Linked DNA regions of Zea mays: region 1 is linked to region 2. A link is a contact called in public Hi-C data. All regions are on one chromosome and are shown on one strand. The core of a region is the stretch at or near the end of the contact, and the rest is flanking DNA. Distances in the headings are between cores, read along the strand shown.

What was found. A called contact is a pair of places that touch in the nucleus more often than the background predicts.
Region 1: a Hi-C map of ear shows a contact between it and region 2, with 3 times the contacts expected there. The contact joins the promoter of LOC103636850 here to the promoter of LOC100272496 in region 2. A contact is called at or near these places in 3 of 25 Hi-C or Micro-C datasets (bundle sheath, ear and tassel).

Annotation. Positions count from the first base shown.
Region 1 is chr1:78,213,651-78,220,226 of Zm-B73-REFERENCE-NAM-5.0, forward strand. LOC103636850 (protein SHORT-ROOT 2-like) reads left to right here and starts at 3,181. Exons shown (of 1, transcript NM_001323339.1): 1 at 3,181-5,196. The coding sequence starts at 3,244. The coding sequence ends at 5,136.
Region 2 is chr1:77,980,744-77,987,170 of Zm-B73-REFERENCE-NAM-5.0, forward strand. It overlaps LOC100272496, which reads left to right and starts at 1,848. Exons shown (of 4, transcript NM_001367440.1): 1 at 1,848-2,172; 2 at 2,283-2,474; 3 at 2,614-2,779; 4 at 4,522-5,092. The coding sequence starts at 1,903. The coding sequence ends at 4,922.

The DNA.
Region 1 (6,576 bases), core at 1,931-4,430, 230 kb after region 2:
TAACTTTTCTAGAGTCTAAACAGTAGGAAGTTAGCCCTGTACTCTCAAAAGTTAGAAAACTCCTCGGAAGTTAAATCATCCCGTCAAAAGTTACGCTCTCAGAAAGAAATGGTCGGAAGTTAGCTTAACTTCCGAGATGGCTCTTGGAAGTTAGTTACCTTCCTAGAGCCAAAGTTGCCTCTCAGAAGTTAACGGGTTGGTGTCGTTCCCATCGGCGATGCTAACTTTCGATCGTTTACAATTCCTCTATGAAGTTAGCCGGCTAACTTTTTATCGTCTACTAATCCTCTAGAAAGTTAGAAGGCTAACTTCTTACGTTTTCTGTAGCATCTAGGAAGTTAGTTAGCTCTAGGAAGTTAAATTGACCAGTATTACAAATGATGTTCCAATTTCATTATACACCACATTGCACACATAACAGATATACTAACCCCCCACCACATATCACATATAACATCTCACATACAATCACCACAAGACGAACAAAAATGACAACCATTTCATCACAACAACATCTCCATTTCATCACAATATGATTTCACAACATAACAATAACATCTCATCTGTAGTCATAAGACATAAAAGTCTAAATCTCACAAAATACATCAAAATGCAAGCTCACTGCTGCCAATCAACATCGGGGAACTGCGACGAGTGATGTTCGCTACCTCCACTAGCGAAGAGCGCATTGACGAAGTCGAAGCCGTCATCTTGTTGCTGCATTGGCATGGTAGCTGGAGGGGTCTGATATGCATGTATAAATGACATTCGTCGAGTCACATCGTAATATAACAACAAGTAAATAATGATGAATTTGCATACCCGATGTCCGATATGTGGTGGACGTGAAGGCCAAGGAAAATGTAAGGTAGGTGCAGGTGGGGGCACCGGGATTTGTATCCCTTGGGCTTGTGCTAGTTGATACAAAATTGCTGAATTCATTCATGTTAGTGTTTTAAATCAATACATAACTTAAAGTGAAAGTTATTATATTTCGAACTAACTTATATGAGTGCTTGCTGTGGTTGAAACTGAGCAACATATTCTTGCTGCGCATCCTATTGCCTCAAGTATTCCTGATCTTGCCTAAGCTCTTCTCGGAGTCGCTCCACTTTTGATGCATCCTGAGTGGAGCGAAGGGAGCTACGAGCAGCAGACCTCGACGAACCTCCCCTCTGAACCGTCACCTGACTCGAGTCGATGACGGGAGCTACGAGCAGCAAACCTTGAGTGGAGCAACATGAGCTACGAACAGATTCAGAATATCGATGAAGCAAGATAAGATGTATAGAGTCCACACCTTCCATGAGGATTTCCACCAGTTTCATACACAACCTGAGGATCAATAGGTGCGGTCCTCCAGTCGTAGTCCGATTCGTGCTGACTAGACATCGCCTCGCCAAATGCAGCCTCCATACAAAAGAACAATGCAATCCTATATAGAAATTTTCATATAAACAAAATATATCAAAGCATTTCAAAACACTCATCAGGCGATCTGTTGCTATTTGGCTGCACACCACATCTAGGTTTGCAGGATCTGGTCCCCGACGGAGTGTGTCACATCCTCATCAGATGTTAATTTTTAGATCCGAGTGGCGCTCAAGGCCATCAGAAGTAATTAACTTCCTACCGTTTCAATCGAACCCCGTAGGAAGTTATTATGCCAATATGCCGTAGAAGTTTGTTTTTTGGTGTCGTGCAAACTAAAATTCATACAATACTTAATGTATATGCTTTATATATGTGTCTAGATTCATCAGCATCCACTTGAATAATGTATGTGCTTTATATATGTGTCTAGATTCATCACCATCCACTTAAATATAGACATAAAAACCAAGAGGTAAAATAAATACTAGTTTAGGACAGATGGAGTATTATTATTTGTAGCTATATGAACCGACAATGACACAGAGATTTTCATTTGTTTTGTAAAAAATATTTTTTAACACTAAACCAGATTAAGACAAACTTTATATAAAAACTATAGTGTTTAAAAAGACCCAAAGCTGATAGATCAACTCATCCAATCCACAAATCAAAAAAAAATTGAGGAGTGAGAAGATGATAGGGGAGAGCAGGAATTTGCCGAGTGTCCGACAAAAAACACTCGGCAAAGCGCCGAGCACTCGGCAAAGACCCAGATTCCGGTAGTGCCTATTAGTGTGCCACCTAGCTCCATTAACTTTGAAAGCGCAGTTTTGGGTGCTAAATTTTTTGAGTGGTTCTCACATTGCTTTGGTCCACACGTACAGTCAATATAACCAACATGGTGTGTAATTTGCGATTAGCTAGCCCATACTTACTCCCCACAGCTGTTGGCCTGTTGCATTCCATGCTCTCACGCCACTGACTCGGTCTCGGTGACTCTCCTCTCTCAGGTCCCTTCCCCAAGCAGCTACTAGCGCTTTGCTTGGGCTCAAATCTGGACTCAAGCACAGATGGCATACTCGTTTACAGTTACAAAACAGCGGTGAGCTAGCGATAGTGGAGCAGGCCAGTGAAGTGAAGCAGGTTGACCACCCCCAGCGCAAATGAACCCCCTGTGGCTTTTCACCCCGTGTGGTTTGGTTTGGTCGTACTCGTACCCATAATCAGCTGTCGTTAAATAATATAATAACCACCGTAATTTCCCCGGTGACAGCTCTAATCGTGCCTGGGTATATAGTAGTACTCCCTCCGTTTCTTTTTATTAGTCGCTGGATAATGCAAAATTGCACTAATTTTGCACTATCCAGCGACTAATAAAAAGAAACGGAGGGAGTAATATATATTCTGCGCCAAATGCAATAACGGTGGTGGGATAAAGACACGGCTGGGGCCAGGAGAAATTTGAAATGCATCCACTCGTCGGTATCCGCCCGCCTGCCTGCGGTGCACACAATCCGACTGTCACGCACGTCCACTTTAGACCTACATACCTTTATTTTCCGGCAAAGCTGATCAAGACGCGAACTAAAGGCAGGATAAGCGAGGGAGCACATCGATCGCACAAAAAGCACCCAAATTTCTACCTTGTCTATCCAATGGCAGCAAGGGAGCATGGCGCGCGATAGTAAAAAAAAAAGAAAAGAAAAGAAAAGCGTTGTGGTGGTCTCGCCATGCATGCATCCTCTTTGCACACATGTTATATAACCCACGAGGTGACCACCATGGTTGTGTTTATGTAGGTAGCAACAACAGCACAAGCCCATTTGCACCGTATGCATGTTGTTGTTGTTGCTGGCTCCGGTGGGTTAGATGGACACACTGTTTAGATTGGTTAGCCTCCACCAACATCACCAACAACATCACCAACAGGCAGCAGCAGCAGCAGCGTCCTCCTCGCCGGACCAGCACCACCACCACCAGTCCCCCTACAGCTCCCGCTCCACGTCCCGCAGCAACGACACCTCCACCGGCTCACGCTCCTCTCCCTCCTCCTACCACACCCACAACCACCACTACCACTCTTCCCACCCCCACTCCCACTACAGCAGCGCCAGCTACTACTACGACCCCGCAGGCAGCGGCAGCGGCAGCGCCGGCTACTACTACTACGACCACCACCAGCCGCCGCCGCCGCCGCCGTACCAAGAAGAATGCGGCAACGACCACGGCTTTTACATGGATGAAGACTTCTCCTCCTCGTCCTCGTCCCGGTCCCGCCACTTCCAGTCGTCCTCGCGCGCCCCGCCCTCGTCGTCTCCCACGCCACCGCACGCCCAGCCCCAGCCCCCGCCCGCGTCCACGTCGTCCGGCGCCGGCGCCGGCGCCCTGTTCGAGGCGGCCGACTTCTCGTTCCCGCAGGTGGACATCGACCTCGACTTCAGCTCCCCCGCCTCGTCCTCCGGCGCCGCCGCCTCGTCCTCGGGCGGCGGCGGCGCCGGGAGGTGGGCCGCGCAGCTGCTGCTGGAGTGCGCGCGCGCCGTGGCCGCCCGCGACAGCCAGCGCGTGCAGCAGCTCATGTGGATGCTCAACGAGCTGGCGTCGCCGTACGGGGACGTGGACCAGAAGCTGGCGTCCTACTTCCTCCAGGGCCTCTTCGCGCGCCTCACCACCTCCGGCCCGCGCACGCTGCGCACGCTCGCCGCCGCGTCGGACCGGAACACGTCCTTCGACTCCACGCGCCGCACCGCGCTCAGGTTCCAGGAGCTCAGCCCCTGGGCGTCCTTCGGCCACGTGGCCGCCAACGGGGCCATACTCGAGTCGTTCCTGGACGCGGCGGCGGCGGCGGCCGCCTCCTCGTCCTCCTCCTCGCAGCACCCGCCGCGGCTGCACATCCTGGACCTCAGCAACACCTTCTGCACGCAGTGGCCGACGCTGCTGGAGGCGCTGGCCACGAGGTCGTCGGACGACACGCCCCACCTGTCCATCACCACCGTGGTGCCCACCGCCGGCGTGCCGTCGTCCGCGGCCGCGCAGCGCGTGATGCGGGAGATCGCGCAGCGCCTCGAGAAGTTCGCGCGCCTCATGGGCGTGCCCTTCAGCTTCCGCGCCGTGCACCACGCGGGGGACCTCGCGGGGCTCGACCTCGACGGCCTCGGCCTCGGCCTCCGCGAGGGCGGCGCCGCCACGGCGCTCGCGATCAACTGCGTCAACGCGCTGCGCGGGGTCGCGCCGGGGGGCGCGCGGCGGCGCGACGCGTTCGTCGCCTCGCTCCGCCGCCTCGAGCCGCGCGTGGTCACCGTCGTGGAGGAGGACGCCGACCTCGTGGCGGCGTCCGAGCCGTCGTCGTCGTCGGCCGGGGAAGCCGACGCGGAGGCGGCGTTCATGAAGGTGTTCACCGAGGGCCTCCGCTTCTTCTCGGCGTACATGGACTCCCTCGAGGAGAGCTTCCCCAAGGCGAGCAACGAGAGGCTCGCCCTGGAGAGGGCGGCGGGGCGTGCCATTGTGGACCTCGTGGCCTGCCCGGCGTCCGAATCCGTCGAGAGGCGGGAGACGGGGGCGTCGTGGGCGCGCCGCATGCGGTCTGCCGGCTTCTCTCCCGTGGCATTCAGCGACGACGTGGCCGACGACATGCGGTCGCTGCTGCGCCGGTACCGGGAGGGATGGACCTTGCGCGAGCCAGGCGCGGACGACGGCGCGGCGGCCGGGGTGTTCCTCGCGTGGAAGGAGCAGCCCGTGGTGTGGACGAGCGCGTGGAGGCCATGATCATGAACCAGATCGTGAGCTCCATCGTATCGGCAGCAGAACAAGATGATGCGTGCTCCATGCATGCATGTGTATGCTCTAGCTAGCATGCAGCGTAGGGCATGCATTGCTTCGCTGGATCGTGTGAGTGGCGGCAACGACGCGCACGGGGATCAGGTAGCGTGCTTTTTTTCCAATTATAAATCGGATGATGGATCTTAGCACTGTTTACCACATTACTTAGGTTTTTTCGAGAGGCGTAAGTATGTAGGGATCGGAGAAGCTGAAGATCAGATGCTTATTTTTTTTAAGTAGAAATTTGGGAGGAATTGACATTGTTGCAATGCATCCATGTTTTTGACTGCAAGAGATGGTTATTGTTTGGTTGATGTGGAGGTTAGAGCATCTTTAGCACCTCACCAGTAATCCATCTCCAATAAAATGGTATTGGTGGTTGCCAACAGTTTTTCTCTGAAATATTACCAAAGATGCTCTAGTATAGATCATAAATAATCTTATTCAATATACGAGACTCATGAAGAATTGAATAACAAACATTAGACAAAAAAAAATACTAGCCAACATGTGGTAAGTTAGACAGCGAACCAAGATACCTAGTTCCTCGCATTTCTGCATGCATTTTATTTTTGCAGCCAGTGAGTTGGTAGTATCATGGTTTGACGTGTGTTACTATTCCACTATTCGGCTCTGCTGATCTGTAGCATCTTTTAGTTTTTCTACCGGTTAAACTGGCCCTTTGATCACTCGTGTGCATGCATATGGTTCTCGTCATGGCATTCGCTTTGGACTGATGCAATGCAATGCAAGCAACCTAGTTCCATCTACCCGATGTGTTCGCGCTGCAGCTCGCAGCTGAGCTCATGTTTGCCGAGAGACTTGACAAGATTTGCATGCGAAGGACGAACACGATCGCACTGATTACTTCTGTTATTCTTTACTTTTCAAACATCGTATCCCATAGAAACTATAGCAGGGAAAATAAACGTACTGTGACGATTGATACCATCGCACGGTATATATGTAACTTGCACTGCATGCGTTGTGTAGTTGTGTTTCTCTTAAGAAAACACACGTGTGTTACGGTACGTACGCCAAAAAAAAAACATGCACGGTAGATTATCGATCATAGAATTAAATATTATGTTAGGTATAAAAGAATATTAAAAGCTTGGTTCATGTATATGTCCATGTTGATGTGTTACGCGGAAGGGTACAAAAAAATTTCATATATGTGCAATGTTCTTGGAGCAAACTTATGTAGCTGCCTTTGACAAATGGCACATATATATATGTCTGCCACTGCGGAGGACTAATTAATATAACGCTTGGGTTGCGAACAGCTAATATGTCCATTGTCTATTTTGGTTGTGTCGTTGTTTGATGTCTTGCAATGATTCTGGTCTACGTACGGTCGACGATCTTTTTGAGTATATTGGTAGG
Region 2 (6,427 bases), core at 598-3,097:
TTGGGATTAATTCTAGTCAAATCGATCTCCCAAAAGTTCTCAATATATACATACTATACTGGAGTATATATAACCATCATATGGAGCAGTCACTCCGATCGAACATAGCTTCTCGGCGAAGCGAGACCGACTTGCATTGAATTCCAACCAATAACAACGAACGGCTAGCTCGACCATGCACTGCACAGCATGTACTATAGGGAATGTGATCCTCGCCACCATCTTCCTCCTTCTTGCATTGGTGGCTGGCGCTTTGTTCGCGCATGTGCATTTGTTGCTGTGGGTGTATTTATTGATGCGCATGACTCTATCACGCTACTACAACGACTCTTTAGCACTACTATGGTGGCTGGTTTATTTTTATTTTTTGTCCGAATATATATATGTGGACGATAATGATAGCAGCGCCACGTACTACTGCAAGTCGATTGCTTTGGCAATGTGCCATTCCTCCCGTATATGCATCGATCTTCATTAATTACTTGGTTTGTTTTATTACCCTCTTGTGTTATGTCTATGCCATATTCAATTCCTTCTGGACTATATCTATATATGCAATTACAATTACTCAGTAGAGTATACCAAACTGTATTTGGAGATGCATATCTCGTCTTTGCTTGATTGCAACGCATGCATGCATATGGCCGGCGTTTTAATAATAATAAGGGAGCTGTTAGTTGCCAACACGGTAGCTCCTCGCATTGTAGTGTGCATCATATACCATATACTATACATGCATACACATATATATGCACCAGACAGCCACCCCGGCCAGCAAGGCTACCAGCATAGTGCATGCATGCGGTTAGCCCAAAGATGCAAGGGACCAAATACGACGGCGCTATGCATGGGGCCGGGCAGTTGTGGACTTGTGGTGACGATCGAATTGAAAGATGGAGGAATTTTGTTTTATTTTCTTTTTGGTTCAAAAGCATCATCTGATGATGAAGAAACACTATTGTGTGTGTGTGCGGCTTCTTGATGTGGCTGGCTCGCACCCTTGCCGCCTGTGCACGCAGTCGCTCTATGTTCGTTGACGAGCCTAACCTAACCATGCATAGATGATGTGTGGATCCGATAATGGTGGTTGTAATTTCACGTAAGAAATGTAGTAGTTGATAAAAGTTTCTGGTTCTTCTGCGTGCTTATTTCTTCGAGGGATTGAGAAAAATAAGTGCAAGAAAGTAGAATTCAGAAAAAGGACCTTTTGTTATAACAACCAAATTCTTTATTTGAGGGAGTAGATTTTTTCTACTAAATTCTATTTATATATCACTGTTTACTGGGGAAAAAATTGATTTTTTCTCTCTCTCTCAATCTGATGGAGACGCTCAATGCTGACAGCAAAGTTGAGGACTCTAAAATGGACAGCTTGTACCACAATGAACCTAACCAACCAACTGCATGTTCACCTCCTCCATTATATATCTGAAATTTCTTTTTCTTAGATTAATTTAGCCCCTCTGTTCATCTATATATATGTTCTCTTATTTATCATGTTGTCTCGCTCTTACCATTATTCTTTATCAGTCGGTAAGTATTCCTTGTCGTTATAAATTATAGGTTATTTTGGCTTTCTACTTATATTGGTTTTTGCTATGTATTTAGACATATATAGTGTTTATCTAAGTGTTATAAAATAAAAAGAGTACATTTGTAGAAAGCAACAGCAACATAATGTTAGATATGAGCACCAGATCTACCTACGCAATTCATACTCGTTGTTTTGTCGGCCGGAAGAAGGGGGTGGTGCCGGCCATCTTGTGTCACGCTGTCATGCATATTATATTATTATTAAAGAGGCTAAATGCCCCGATATTCCTTGACCATATCTATAAATGCAAGCTCTGCAGACTACTCCCAACTCCCAAAACCAGAATTAATTATCTGACGGTGCATGCCATGCCCATGACACCCCTCGAGTGCGACATGGCCCCTGCAGCTTCTCGCCAGTCGTGGCCTCTTCCTCGCTGCGGCCTGCTGGTCTTGGCCCTTGCACTGGCGACGACCGCCGCGGTGGGCAGCGCGCAGCTGTCGTCGGAGAGCTACTACGACGCGTCCTGCCCCGCCGCCCTTCTCACCATCAGGACCGCCGTCTCGACGGCCGTGCTGCTGGAGCCCCGCATGGGGGCCTCCCTTCTCCGCCTCCACTTCCACGACTGTTTCGTGCAGGTAAGTCATCAGTCGTCTCAATCTAACAGAGACGACAGATAGTGAGTGAGTGAGTGAGTGACCATGGCTCTGCGCTGTGTATATGCATGCACCTATTATATGTACGGCAGGGTTGCGACGCGTCGGTGCTGCTAGACGACACGGCGAGCTTCACCGGCGAGAAGGGGGCGGGGCCGAACGCGGGGTCGCTCCGGGGCTTCGACGTGATCGACAACATCAAGATGCTGCTGGAGCTGCTGTGCCCGCAGACCGTCTCCTGCGCCGACATCCTCGCCGTCGCCGCCCGCGACTCGGTTGCACAAGTAAGCTAGCCAACGGTCGAGATCACTGCTCGATCCTCCCATGGATCGATGGGCTGGGCTGTGTAAAGCGATCGATGCTCTGCCTCTTCTTGTGATCGATCGTACGTCGTCACAAGTAAAATGAGTGAACTGCGTGCAGCTGGGAGGACCATCGTGGGCGGTTCCGCTGGGCAGGAGGGACGCGACCACGGCGAGCGCGTCCCTGGCCAACAGTGACCTCCCTGGGCCTACCAGCAGCCTCAACGGCCTGCTCAACGCTTTCTCCAACAAGGGTTTGAGCAGCACCGACATGGTTGCCCTCTCAGGTACACACATGTGCTACTACGCGTCTCCTTTTCCCGCTTCATGCATTGCAATGCATGCATGCCGCCGTAGATTCGCAGCAGCAGCACCGGCAGGTGGCACGTCCCATCCCATCTACCTATAGATCTTTGCTTTACACTGCAGATCGGCACGGCAGCAGATCATCAACAGCTAGCTAGCTAGCTAGCTCGAGCACATGGTGTGTCCTAGTAGAAAATAAACCAAATTGCAAAAGCATGCACAGGGAACAATCGAAATGGACGCGGCAGCAAACCAGGTCTTCCACTCATTCCAGGCCAGCAGACTACGGCCCTAATTGAATATACTAGATCTAATAGTTAACTGTTAAAATTAGTTGTAGATATCTAAACAATCTAGTTGATAGTTTCATTAGATGGTTCAACCTATATTGTAGTAATAGTTAGCCAGCTAAGGTCTAGTTTGGGCACTCTAGTAATGAGTGAGATTGGAGTGGATTATTGAGATGTATTGAGAGAGTATTTGATCTATTGGGGATTTATATCCTCTCCAATCCCTTCAAAACACTTTAATCCTAAAGTATCCAAACTAGGTCTAAGGGGGTGTTGAATACACTAGAGCTAATAATTAGTAAGCTAAAAAATTACTAGTATAATTATCTAGGTGCCCAGCTAACTATTACGGTCCGTTTGGATGTTAGCATTCAAGGCCATGGAATTGAAATGTGTCCGATACCATATAACTAGGTGGGAGTGGGAATTGGAATGAGGCTTAAATCCAATGCTAGTGTTTGGGTGGCATGAGACGTGGTTTCCAATGAATAACGGAGGGTCTTGGCTCGGCATCGTCACAAGGTTGTGCTCGTTGGGCTAAATACGACCCGAAAACGGAGGAAGTTTCTGAACAACAAACTCTGTGACCAACCAAACACTGGATTTAGGTCTGCCATTTCCAATTCCAAATTTTGGCCCTGAATACTGACAACCAAACAGGGTGTTAGCTAATTTACTAAAAATAACTAATAGTTGAACTATTAGCTAGACTAGTTGAGTGTCTTCCGCTAATTATTAGCTTTAGTATATTTAAATATAGCCAAATGCCACTAACAATTTTTAGCCAACTAACTAACCAGGTCCTAAATCACTCGGTTTCCCGCGGCATGGGGCCGGGCTTCCTGGCTATAGCCTAGCTTATCTCAAGGTCTCAAGTTTGTACCGCGCTACGTACGTGCACACGTACGCATGCATGCCAGTATTTTGTTCCCTTCTTCTGTTCTCCTTTACTCGGTGGCCGGCCATTGTCTGCTTCCTATGATTGTTGCAGCGCACATCATTTATATGCATATTTAATATACATACATCGTACGTCGTACGTACCAGCAAGTAGCTACATGCATGCATGCATGACGCATCGTTTATTGTTCGTTTGCACGCGCGGATGAATCCAACATGGTGATGGATACTGGCGTCCTGTTGGTCTCTGTTCTATAGTCAGCACTCAGCACCTTTCTGCTCTCAGAGCCTGACAACATTTGGACGGACGCGTAGGCATCACCTAACGACGATCGAGTACGTACGTGCATGCATGGCCATCGTCCATCGATCACGCGATCGAATCGACAGCCCAACTACCTACCTCCAGCTGCTTTCTACCACGCAATAATCATGCATGCATGCGACAGCACAGCAAGATTTTCGTTGCGTGCATCACCGGTCACCGCCCACGGCTCACCACGCGGACGCGGGCATATGCAAATGCAATGCAGGTGCCCACACCGTCGGCCGGGCGCAGTGCAAGAACTGCCGGGCCCGGATCTACAACGACACCGACATCGACGCCTCCTTCGCGGCGTCGCTGCGGGCCAGCTGTCCCGCGCAGGCCGGCGCCGGCGACGGCGCGCTCGAGCCGCTCGACGGCTCCACGCCGGACGCCTTCGACAACGCCTACTTCGGCAACCTGCTCTCCCAGCGCGGCCTGCTCCACTCCGACCAGGCGCTCTTCGGCGGCGGCGGCGGCGGCGCGACTGACGGCCTGGTCAGCGCCTACGCGTCCAACGCCGGCCAGTGGGGGGCCGACTTCGCGGCGGCCATGGTCAAGATGGGCAGCATCAGCCCGCTCACCGGCACGGACGGCGAGATCAGGGTCAACTGCCGGAGAGTGAATTAATTATTTATTACAGCCACGTTGATTGCATTTGCTCTTGGGGTAGTGGACTAGCGTGCATATTTTGCAAAGAGGCAGAGAAGAATTGAAATGGAGCCTAAGCTCATATGTATACAAATGTTGTTTATTATTCCATATTATTTCTTGCATATATAATATATATAGCATACATGTACTCCCTCTGTCTAAAAATATTAGTCATTTTAGACCTTGATTTTTATATCTATAATCAAATGGATGATGATAAATCTAGACACATATTTAAAACACATACATCAAACATTATACGAATCCATTAATTATTTAAAATAAATTTTAATTTAGAACCGAGAGAATACTATTTTGTAGCGTAGATTTCAAATAGCTATTTGACACCGGCGCGCTTTGGTGATCGTGTGCGCCCGACGCCCCTTCCCCACCCCGCGCCCACAGCGTGCACTAGTACAAAATGGCTCAACGCCTGCGGGAAGATATATTTTTACAGACGGATCCGGTTATCCACCGACTGTGCTATTTTTACTGGCGGTTTCTTAAGAAAACCGCCACTAGAAATCGTATTTCTACAGGCGGTTCCTTAAGAAAACCGCCAGTAGAAATCCAGGAACCGCCAGTAGAAATACGATTTCTAGTGGCGGTTTTCTTAAGGAACCGCCACTAGAAATCATTTTTATCCTTAATTTTTCGAGTTTTTCAAACGACCTCGTATGACAAAACTACCAAAATAAAAGTTGTAGATCTCTAAAAGTTATGAAACTTTGTAGTTAACAACTTTTTTATTTGAACTCTTTTCGGTTCTCAAAAATTGAATCTAAGTATGTCAAATTTAAAATTCAAATTTTGCAAACTACCTCGGATGAAAAAAGTGTCAAAATAAAAGTTGTAGAACTTCAAAAGTTATTTAACTTTGTAGTTGACAACTTTTTTATTTGAATTCGTTTGGGGTCTGAAATAAGCAATTTACACTCAAATGGTTGTAATATGTGGAGAAAACAACTACAAACTTGACACAAAACATGTCATAGACGGAGTGGTAGTGGAGGGTGTGCGCGATAAATGCCGCGACTTGCGACTGACGGGTGGGCCTAATAAAAATATATTTTTTTTACTATTTTGAAAATCTGTTTTATGTTTCCTGGAAACGATTTGCACTGGCGGTTTTATTACGCCGACCGCCAGTGAAAATCGATTTTCACTGGCGGTCTTCAGTTACCCGCCTGTAAAAAATGATGATTTTTACTGGCCCCTAGCACTGGCGGTTACGATAAACGCCACTAAAAATAGGTTTACGACCGCCACTATAGAGCTTCTCTGTACTAGTGGTGCAACCAAACTCTAGCCACTCCCTCCCAATGTGACACATGTATATGTATGGGTTTGCTCTTCCACTTAAAAATTAATATCCACTAAACCGAGCGCTGAAATTAGAAATTGTTTTCACCATTATATTTGTCGCAATGAAAGTTTCAAAACTATAGATCCTATTTGACATTTTTATCTCAAGGTCAGTC